3 separate regions of the Sus scrofa genome follow, and all the other regions are linked to region 3. The links are chromatin contacts, called in public HiChIP or PLAC-seq maps. All regions are on one chromosome and are shown on one strand. The core of a region is the stretch at or near the end of the contact, and the rest is flanking DNA. Distances in the headings are between cores, read along the strand shown.

What was found. HiChIP or PLAC-seq counts read pairs in DNA pulled down with a chosen protein or histone mark.
Region 1: an H3K27ac HiChIP or PLAC-seq map of alveolar macrophages shows a contact between it and region 3. The contact joins two enhancer-like sites.
Region 2: an H3K27ac HiChIP or PLAC-seq map of alveolar macrophages shows a contact between it and region 3. The contact joins two enhancer-like sites. A contact is called at or near these places in 1 of 5 promoter capture datasets (fetal liver), 9 of 47 Hi-C or Micro-C datasets (brain, embryonic fibroblasts, epiblast stem cells and 5 more) and 2 of 2 datasets of contacts at active chromatin or transcription factors (alveolar macrophages and skeletal muscle).

The regions. Positions count from the first base shown.
Region 1 is chr1:261,307,472-261,311,211 of Sscrofa11.1, forward strand. The region is part of intron 1 of GSN (a long non-coding RNA gene); the gene reads left to right. Among named protein-coding and RNA genes, the nearest start is that of GSN, 14 kb to the left of the region's middle. Within about 2 kb of position 1,805, at least 3 of the 83 cell types and tissues checked have an H3K27ac peak or open chromatin away from gene starts, as enhancers often do. A contact at or near this core is called in alveolar macrophages, where this site is marked.
Region 2 is chr1:261,350,039-261,353,735 of Sscrofa11.1, forward strand. The region is part of intron 4 of GSN (a long non-coding RNA gene); the gene reads left to right. Among named protein-coding and RNA genes, the nearest start is that of STOM, 56 kb to the right of the region's middle. Within about 2 kb of position 2,208, at least 3 of the 83 cell types and tissues checked have an H3K27ac peak or open chromatin away from gene starts, as enhancers often do. A contact at or near this core is called in alveolar macrophages, where this site is marked.
Region 3 is chr1:261,518,388-261,521,606 of Sscrofa11.1, forward strand. GGTA1P (glycoprotein, alpha-galactosyltransferase 1 pseudogene) reads right to left here. Exons shown (of 8, transcript NM_213810.3): 7 at 678-815. Among named protein-coding and RNA genes, the nearest start is that of GGTA1P, 68 kb to the right of the region's middle. Within about 2 kb of position 1,679, at least 25 of the 83 cell types and tissues checked have an H3K27ac peak or open chromatin away from gene starts, as enhancers often do. A contact at or near this core is called in alveolar macrophages, where this site is marked.

The DNA of each region.
Region 1 (3,740 bases), core at 555-3,054, 210 kb before region 3:
CAGCTCTTCCTGCTAAATCCCTGGCAGGCAAGGGCTGTGAGGCCAGCAGGTCCCTGTGCCCCTCTGCAGAAACTTCTTAATCTAAAACAGTGTCAGGTTACTGCGTAAGAGCTGGCTTCCTGCTGCCCCATCCCTTCAGACTGGCCAGCTCTCAGGCCCACCTGGGAGACGGTGGTTTTGGAGTGAAATCTGGGTCGTCCCAGTCCTGCCATTTCTCAGCTGTGCAGTGTAAACAAGGGACCTCACTGACCTGAGCCTCAGTTTCTCCATCTGTGAACTGGGATCGAGAATAATCCTGTCCAAGGAACTGCTGACGCATTTGAAGGAGATAATGCCCGGAGCAGCTCCTATGACTAGCTGTGCTCTTGCTGTCTTGTCATCTTGCTGTCTGGCCTCATCTTTCATAACTCGGTCCATGCACCCTGCATTCCAGACATGCTGGCACAAGCTCTTCCATCTCAAACCTCTCTATGACTTTGCCTGTAGCATTTCCATAATGATACCAGCTTCTGTTCATAGAGCCCCTTCTATGCTCCAGGCCCCTGTAGCAAGTAGTGAACATGAATAATTTCACTTCACTTCCCCACAACTCTTTGAGGAGGACACAATTCTCAGATGAAGAAACTGAGGCAAAAAGAAGCATCCTCCCAAGACCCAGCTCGGCTCCTTCTTTGCAGTCTTCTTGGACCCTGACCCTGCTCCCCAGCCTCTCCTCCCGTCCCTACCCTGAACTTCCTCTTTCTTAGTTCCTATTAACACCCTATTGTAATTGCCTGTTTCCTTAGCCACAGCCCTGCCAAGATTGAGTCTATGACTGATTCATCTCTATGTCCTTCACCCCAGGCCACAGGCTTGATTAGGAAAAGGAGTAAGTAAATAATAAATAAGGAAAAAAGCAAAAGCCATGAACTTCCTATGTGGGTACAGAATAAAAAATCAAAAATAGCACTGCATCAAAGATTTTTTTGGGGGTGTGTGTGTGTTTAAGGGGTTTTATGAATTGCCTTTTATTTGTAGAGCACAGCAGTTTACAATCTTTCTTAAAATAGGCCTGTATTTCTTAAACAACTCTAGTTACTTTCACACAAAGAAATAGGGAGTTTTCATAAAGCATTACATGAAGTGTACAGGGAAGGGCCTAACCTCAGGCCCCAATATTGTCAAGATGAAAAGGCATAATTCCCAGGAGTCCCCATTATGGCTCAGTGATAACTAACCTGACTAGGATCCATGAGGACTCGGTTTGATCCCTGGCCTCCCTCAGTGGGTTAAGGTCTGGTGTTGCTATGACCTGTGGTATAGGCTGGCAGCTGCAGCTCTGATTCAACCTCTAGCCTGGGAACCTCCATATGGCACGGGAGCGGGCCCTAAAAATAAAAAAAAAATAAAATAAACAAACAAACAAAAAGAAATAATTTCCAGTCCTGAATAGGCTGTGTGGAAAGGCTTTATCTTCCCTTGACTTTCACTCTGACTGTAGAAAGAGCCTGGACTTTGGAGACAGATCTGGTTTCAAATCCCAGTCTACCACTCACCCAGTTGTGGAAACTTAAGCGTGCTTACTTTCCTTTTCTGAGCCTGTTTATTTATTTGTAAAACTGAAGGTTACACTTAACTTGGAGGTAGTTGGCGTAACTGAAATAATAAATTGAAATAATAAAGTGGCCAGCAAGTACCCCCAAAGTGGTAGTTATAATTACAACTGTAGTTTTTTATTATTTGAAGTGCCACTGTCATAGGGCCAGCTGTGTGGTCTTCCAGGAACACAGTGATGTGGAAATATATAAACTAGGGGTTATGACTGAGCTAACAGTGATTGCGTGGCACCCAAATGTTTAAGTTCTCATTAAAATAATGGGACGAACACACTCCTGCCTGGGGCATTCAGAAGACGCTAGGACTAGCAGCTTTTGGAAGTGCAGCCCTCTCCTGAATCCTTCCGACAGCCTTCCCAACTCACTCTGTCTGACCAAGCTTATTTCTCGTTTCCTTCATTCACTGATTAATTAAATCAGTAAAAATTTTGCTAAGCACCAACTCTGTGCCAGGTGCTATTTGACACTGGGGATGTTTTGGAAAACCAAGCAAACACACTTCCTCCTTCTACCGAGTGCCCGGTGAGTGAGGGAGAGATATTGCCACAAACAGGCAATCTCCATGCAGAGACTTGAATGGGGGAAATCCATGGCATTGGGTGGCGGTGTGCTGGGAAATGATAAACCATAAGCTCTCAGGGTGGGGGTGAGGCAGGTCAGGAAGAAGGGAAGCCCTGACCTCTGTAGCTTTTGCTGAATTCCGTGGTGTAAATATTGCCACCATGGTTGATTTCAGATGACCATGTGACATCACTGAATGTGGAATCAGGAAGTGATGGGCAACAGCACCCAAGTTATACAGTATTTCTACCATATAGATAAATACTGAAATAACTCTAAGAAGTTCCTGTGGTTAATGAACCCGACTAGTAATCATTAGGTTGTGGGTTCAATCCCTGGCCTCACCAAGTGGGTTAAGGATCCTGCGTTGCCGTGAGGTGTGGTGTAGGTGGCAGACGCAGCTCAGATCCCACATTGCTATGGCTGAGGCTGTGGCTGTGGCTGTGGCATAGGCTGGCAGCTACAGCTCCAATTGGACCCCTGGCCTGGGAACCTCCATATGCCACAAGTGAGGCCCTAAAAAGACACACACAGAAAAAGGCAAAGAAAAAAAAAAAAAAAAAAACCTTTAAGAGCATAGGTACTAGTACAGTAAAGCAATGAGGAAGTGATGTATTTTGAGAGGTTATTACCTTTATAATTTAATTACAAATCATGTACATTAATTTTTTTTATTGAATGCTGTGTTTAACAACTAGCTGTCAAAATTCCTGGAAATTTAACAACTAGCTCCTGCAAGCCTGTTCAAGTTGGCTCTAGCACACCACTGAAGGGACACAGGCTGCAGCAAAGAACAGACTCCTTCCCTTCTTCCAGGTTGGCTGCCTCTGACCTCCACACCTTTGCTTAGTCTGTCTGTGCCCCTAGAAGAAGATCAAAGGATGCTGTCCCATTCCTCATCCCTATTCTTCCTCTTCCTCTTCTTTTTGTCTTTTTAGGACCACAGCCTCAGCATGTGGAAGTTCCCAGGCTAGGGGTTGAATTGGAGTTGTAGCTGCCGGCCTGCACCACAGCCACAGCAATGCTAGATCCGAGCCGAGTCTGAACCTACACCAGAGCTCACGGCAATGCCAGATCCTTAACCCACTGAGCAAAGCCAAGGATCAAACCTTCATCCTCATGGTTGCTAGTCAGATTCGTTTCTGCTGAGCCATGAAGGGAACTCCTCCATTTTTCTTCTTTTTTTCTCCTTTGGCCATCCTATGACAACATGGATCTCCTGGGCTAGGGATCATATCCAAGCCACAGGTGCGACTTAAGTCACAGTCACAGCAACGCCAGATCCTTACCCACTGTGTCCCAGCACTCCCAAGACTCTGTAGATCCCATTTCACCACAGCAGAAACTCCTCCATTCTTATTCCTTATGTCCTTTCTCCTAGCAAAACTGTCTTTTCTGCCTGGCTTTCCCTTCTCTTCTCTCTATCAAAGGGTTACAGTGGGAGCAGTCAGGTTTGTGTAGTGTGACCACGCCACCCATGCAGAGTCCATTGGCTAAAGCATCTGACTCAAGTTAGCCTGTGGGCTGCAGACAATGAGTTCAGCTCACTGCTGGGAAAAGCCATTTGAGGGAGCAGAGATGCTT
Region 2 (3,697 bases), core at 958-3,457, 170 kb before region 3:
CCTGTCCTGAGCTGGGACGCCCAAAGCCTTAAAAGTCACTGCATTGTTCAGAGCCATTGATCCCTTCTCTCCTTCCTCCTGATTCCCAGACAGAACCCTAGAGACCCCTTGGGGCTGGGTTATTTGAAACCCTTTGTTTAAGCAGGTCTGAGCTGCGCAGTCCCCTGGCCTCAAGGAACACAATGGGAAACCACAGAATCACTGAGCCCCTTCCTATTCTCCATCCCATTTCTTAGCTAAGGAACCCTGAGTTTAGCAGGTGGCGAGGACCAGCCCCCATCAATAGGTTTTTCTCTGTTTTGGAAACAGCTTAACATATTTTAAATTGTAGATTTTTATAGCTTTTCTCCTTCTTCTAACTACAAGTGTAATACAAGCTTATAGTAAAATGTCAAACATAGAAATAGAGCTTTTAGAAAGTGGAAGTCCCCATGATTCTACTCTGGGAGATATACACCAAATGGTACATAATTTTTCTCTATATATGAACATATAAATATGTATTATTCATATATAGAGAACACACATATATATATCATCACTTTAATTTTGAAAGTGACTTTTAAAATAATATCCTATTAAATTAAAAAAAATTATTATAGTTGATTGACAGTGATCTGTCAATTTATCCTATTAAATTTTGTTCAAATAATTTGATGCCAATCTCTGCCCACTTGATGATTAAACCATAGAAAGCAACATCAGTCTTAAATGTTATAGTAAAAAGAGTGAAAAATTGTAAAACTTTCAAAAAAGTCCTATGCTTGTACTTGGCGATCTGCAAACGTCTCCTAAGAGCTTACTTTCATTTTTGTTAACTAATCTCTCCAAGTCTAATTTCCTAGATCAGTAAGATTAGAGGAGTTAATCAGGAAATGCCTGTCCACATTCACTAGAAATCAAGTATTTTTTTAATTTATAAATTCACAGAAAAGAATTTGTTGGAACTGAGATTTATGACATTGAACAATCTTTTTCCTTTTTTAAAAGAAAGTTTCTATATTTTTTTTTTTCTTTTTGCTCTTAGGACTGATTGTGCAGCATATGGAAGTTCACAGGCTAGGGGTCAAATCAGAGCTACAGCTGCCAGCCTATACCACAGCCACAGCAACGTGGGATCCGAGCTGCATCTGTGACCTACGACACAGCTGATGGCAATACCAGACCTTTAACCCACTGAGCAAGACCAGGGATCAAACCCACATCCTCATGGATGCTAGTCAGGTTCATTATGGCTGAGCCACAACAGGAGCTCCCTCTATTTTTCAATAAAGAATAAATGCTTGTGAAGTTCCCATCGTGGCTCAGCAGAAATTAATCTGACTAGTATCCGTGAGGACGCAGATTCGATCCCTGGCCTCACTCAGTGGGTTAAGGATCTGGCGTTGCTGTGAGCTGTAGTATAGGTCGTAGACTTGGCTGGGATCCCGCATTGCTGTGTCTGTGGTGTGGGCCGGCAGCTGTAGCTCCGATTAGACCCCTAGCCTGGGAACTGCCATATGCTGTGGGTATGGCCCTAAAAAGAACACAACCCCCCCAAAACAAAAAACAAAACAAAACAAAACCAAACAAAAATCCCCAAGAATAAATGTACACTTGAACAAGTAAAATATTCTAGAGATGTATAAAAAAAGTTTTAAAGATTTTTCTCTTCCCTCTTTCCCCCGTTTCCTCCTCTCTGAGGAATCCATGGAAATGGTCTGTGTGTCTGTCTAGTATCTTTTGGAAAAACTTTTCAGATCCACTGTCTCTTTATCTCTAGTTGAATGAGGTCCCAGGCTCAGTGCTGCCCACAGACTCTCAGGAGTTCCTGGGCTAGCAGACTTGTGGGAGGCTGGTCCCTGGAAGGGCAAACTTCAGGGTAAATATTCCCCCAGTTCGCTAGGACCCTGGGCATGGGGTCTGACCTCAGTTTCCTTGCCTGAGAAGTGGGGTAAAGGGAGTCACTAACTCAGGGTCTTGTGGGGACCACATTGCATATCCACAAAGCAGGTGCCACAAAGCATGGGGCTTAGTACGAGGAAGCCTCTGCAGTCATTACCAAGTGAGTACAGGGTATTGCATCTTCCCCAGCTGCCCTTCCTTACTGCTCCCCAGCAGGAGGGCCCCTGAAGGCAGGTGGAAAGAAAGGCTCTGTGAATACCTTGGCCACCCTGCTGAGCCCAAGGGGATGCTCTTGAAAGCCTCATGCTGGTACCTAGAAAGGACACCAGGGGGCGCTCAGCTCACAACAGGAGGGAAAACCACACCACCACATTTTTTACTTGATCGAGCTTGCTCTGAACAGTGGATTGATTATTCCTGCCTCCCTTCCTGGGTGACCCTAGTAATGTTCACTCTAAGAACACCTGATGTTGGGGGGGGAAAGTGGGCCTTACAGACTTAGTCACACCTGAGTTTGAATTCTAACTCCACCATTTACTAGCTTTGAGATCTTGGGCCAGTCTCTTCACTTCTGGGATCTGCTTTCCTCATCCTCATAAGATGGGGATAATGACACCCCCCTCAGAGATGACACATGCAAAATGCCAGCCCAGCAGGCATTATCATTTCACAATCACTTCTGTATGGCTCACTGTTGTGTGTAGCCCTAAGGGGAACCCGGTTATCCTCTCTCCCTTTGTCCCTGCCCTCGTGGGCTCAGTGCAGCCAGTCAGACTTGGCTTCACTCTGCAAAGTGAGACAGCAGCCAGAGGCCTGGAGGAGATGGCCACATTTCTGGCTTTAGTGGCCAGGGAGACGCGTCTGGTCTTAGCTGCCAGGGTGGCGTGTGCCAGATCGTGAACAAGAGGCAAGGTTTTACTCCTTAGCTTTGCCACACGCTTGCTGAGTGCCGTTGAGTAGGTCACTTCACATCTCTGGGCTTCATTTTACTCATGAGTAAAATGAGGAGCTCTGTAAGGACCTTCTCAGCTCTGATTTGATGTCCCTGAGGCCTGGGGCCTGGGATCCCTGAGCACTGGGGCTGGGGACTGCTCATGAGGAAGCCCAGCCCACTTTACTTGGCCTTTTGCTGAACCAAGGACAGTTTTGACCCCTGAAAGGAAGCCTTCCTGAGATTCCCTGGGACTTGGTGCCCACTACAGGGGGTGGCACTGCAGAAGCTTATGTCACCATTGCAGAAGGGAGAGGCGTGAGGCTCAGAGAGGGAAAGAGACTTACCCAAAGTCACCCAGCACTGTAGTGCCAGGACAGGGACTTGAACCTGAGGTTGGTGCTCTGTCGCTTACCTGCAGCTGCCTCTGAAGGCACAGCTGAGTGGGACTTGCTGCAGCACTGTCGAGGAGGGCAGAGGATGGTTTCGGCTGGAGCAGTCCTCCTAGAGAGCCTTGAAGGATGGGAAAGCATTGGACGAGGGCTTCTCAAAGTGGGTTTTGCAGAACACTGCAAGCAGATTGCAGGCAAGATGTGAAGGAGAAAAGCAGTTCTGGATTCAGTAAAGTAGGGAAGTTCTATGTAAAGAAAAGGCAGCTTCAATCACCAAAGGGCTTCCCAGAGCTTTTATCGTGTGGATGTGCTTTGCGTGTGGTCAGGGGGCAAGGAAGGAGCATTCCTTGTGCTTATTTGATCATGGAACTCTTTCCTTGCGGTATATCTTGGCAGATTAGAGTTCTTTTTTTCCTGTCTTTTTAGGGCCACAACCCATAGCATATGGAGGTTCCCAGGCTAGGAGTTGAATCGGAGCTGTAGCTGTAGG
Region 3 (3,219 bases), core at 429-2,928:
AAGGGGGGGGGATTCTCTAAAAAAGAAAACTGGGTTATATTTTAAATGAACATTACAGCTACTACTTTTAAGTAAGAATGATTACAGTTTGGGGAGAAAAGTTCCAAACAAGGAAACGGGGGCTGAAACAGGAACCTATCCAACCTCTGGAAGAGGAAGTTCTGAGCAGCCTAATCTCCCCGGGCCAAACCCTCCAGGAGGAATAGGCAGAAGGCACAGAGGAGTGGTCAGCCATGCGGAGGTGGAAAACCACTCCACTTAGGACACTTCTGTCTTTGGTCCTTGGTCTGGGGTCTCGAGAGCATAGGAGAAACGACACACACACAGGCCATCTAACAGCTGCCATTTTTGGAATTTCCACAGAGGGCCGTGGAGGTCAGGGCGGAGGTGGCTGTGGGTGTACTGTCGACTCTGGGTGCAGTGGGTATAGCAGATCTTCTTCCCTGCAACCCAAGCCCCTCACCCTGAGGTGGGAAAGAGTTGACCCTCTGACTAGTTTTATTCTTAGCCTTTGGGGACCTCAGCAGAAGGGAGTCTAAAATGGCCCTGTGACACCATTCTCCTCTCCACTAATTCAGACATGACATGAACAGCCTCTGTAAACCCAGGGGCCCCTCACCCATCCTCTGATAGTGGAAGGGGAAAAACTCAAGGCCAGTTTTATTAGCAACACCTACCTTCCGACAGCAAAAACCGTCAAGCCCACGGTAATTTTCTGTTTGGCATAATAATTATCTAAGACGGCTCTGTTGTAAGTGCCTTCCCATACCACTGGAGCCTTCCATCTGGTTATGGTCACGACCTCTGGGCGTTTCCTGGTGACAAAACATAGAGTCAGGATGGCTTTGCTAAGGTATGCAGTGACAGTCTGGGGGAACATGGGTCAGTCATGGCTTGTGGTGACTGGCCTTGAATCCTGACTGTATTTTAGCCCCAGTCAGCTGGTGGTGTGACATTGCAGCATCTTCTGGGGGAGGGACAGGAGGCTCTGGCCCAGGTGCCTCTGCGGGCTGCCCTGGTGGCCCCTTTGGGGATCGTACCTGTACAACGTGTATGTACCTTCCGTCCCCCTGTTCTGCTGTCCTCGTCCTCAATCTTCCTTCCAAACCCCTTCGCCTATCTCCCCAGGCCCTTCCTAAGCTGCCAGCGACATCTTTGGGTGTTGCTTATCCCAGTGGGTGCCACCTGACCCTGAGAAAGCCCTATGGCTTGACTAGCGGGATGAGAGAGTGACATTTGAGCTGAAAGAGGAAGAAGCTGTCTCAGTTTGCCTTCTGCCAGAAAGCAATTTCTGGGTAGGAACCTGGTTATCGGACAAAAAGGGCCCCAGACTAAGGGGACCTGGTGTTGTGGTTCATTTTACGAAGAAGGAGACAGTCACCCAGAAAAGAAGGGACCCGGCGGGCTAACTGTGGCCATGGGTGACACACAGGGCTCGGGCTCAGACCTCTCTCAGATCATGTCGCCTCTTGACTAGAAGCACAAAAGCGGGAGGGGAGGGGGCATGTTCTCTGCACCCAGAACACTTGAAAGGGACTTAGCAAAGCCAACACAAACACAGGAAGCCACGGAAGAGCAACGGACAAATTGTAAAGAGTAAATGCGGGAAGTCTGGGTAGCAGCTGGGGCCCCCCAGAGGCAGGAGGGAGCTGAGAAGACTTGGCTCAAACCCCATTTGCTCTGGAAGTGGCTGCACTTCCCCGTCGGAAACAGACTGAAACGTGGTCATTTAGATTCAACCCCCAACACAACATGAGAGGGCCTGGCCCCTGCTAGCTGTGTGCTTGTATTTCAGCCACTGCAGGGAGAAGGCCAGTGGTTGGGGCAACGTCTTGGGGGTCCCATCGGGCCCCTGCTGGCTGCCTGGGTATGGCCCTGGTGAGGCTGTCTAGGAGATGTTAGCCCAGCGAGAACATACCCCCACCCTCATACGCGGGTGGAGGAAGGGTTTTCACAAACCTGCCCCTCCCCCATGGGAGAAACCATGTTTCCCTGCGAGATTGGGCAAGGCTGGGTCACCCCCACTTCTTGCTCATGCCTTCTGTCCCTCGTCACCAAGTTCTGCACCCGTATTCTGGAGGCCTCTGCCCTCCCACCCCCACCCCATGCCCTGCTTCAAGCCTGCTTCCTTCCTCCCCTAAGAGTAATTCTGCAGAGATGGAGGGGACATGGCTAGGCTGCTCAAACCCCACACCCCAGCTCTGCCTTCACACCCCAGGTATGACCGCCCCTTGGGGACACCTGCTCTTGGTTTCCACCAATCATGAAAGAAGCTGTTTTGGACTCTGTACCAACTTGTGCCAGGTACTTTCACATACACTTTCTCTCATTTAGTCCTTGCAAAAGCTTGGCCATGTAGTATGCTCAATGTACAGATATGAAAATCAAGGCTCAGGAAGGCTTGTTAACTTGACCAAGGCCAAACAGCAGATGATGGTAACTAACACACACTGGCTCCTTCCTATGGGACCAGGCACAGTGCCAAGAGCTTCACCCTTTTGTGGGGGTGGGGTTGCTATATTTTGATTCCCATTTTATCTGTGAGGAAACTGTAGCACAGAGTGGTGAAATAACTTGCCTGAGGTCACACAGCTAGTAAGGAGCCAAGCTGGGATTTGAACCCAGATAGTCTGACTGTGGTCTGTGCTCTGAACCACTACCCTCTATGGCTTCTTGGCTATTTACTTGCTGTACCAATGAACTGGAGTTAAAACCCAGGTATGTCATCATTTCCACTCATTTGAGCTACTTCAGCATTTTTATCAGGGCAGAATAAAAAAAAATGATGAGCTTTTTTTTTGTTTGTTTTGTTTTGTTTTTAGAAACTTATGTGATGCTTTTCTCACATAAAAGCCCCAGCTTTGTTGAATGACTGGATTTCAAACCAAAAAAACCACACACACACACACACACACACACACACACACACGGCTTAGGCTTATCATTCTATAACCGTTTCCCATGCACTGTCACTTCATTCATTCCTGTCCTTAGTGTAGCCTGTCAAGGATTCTTAGCAGTTCAGACCCCAGCCTATCAGTTAAGCCATGCAGCTGTGTGTGAGCTGAACATCTGGCAAGCAGGCAATATTATCTTTAAGCAAAGAAAAGGAAGAGAAAGAGAAGGAGGAAGAGGAGGAAAGGAGGTATTCTTATTTACTAGTCACAAGCACTGGGGTTAAGTACCGGACTTTTATTCTCTCATTGAATCCTTACAACC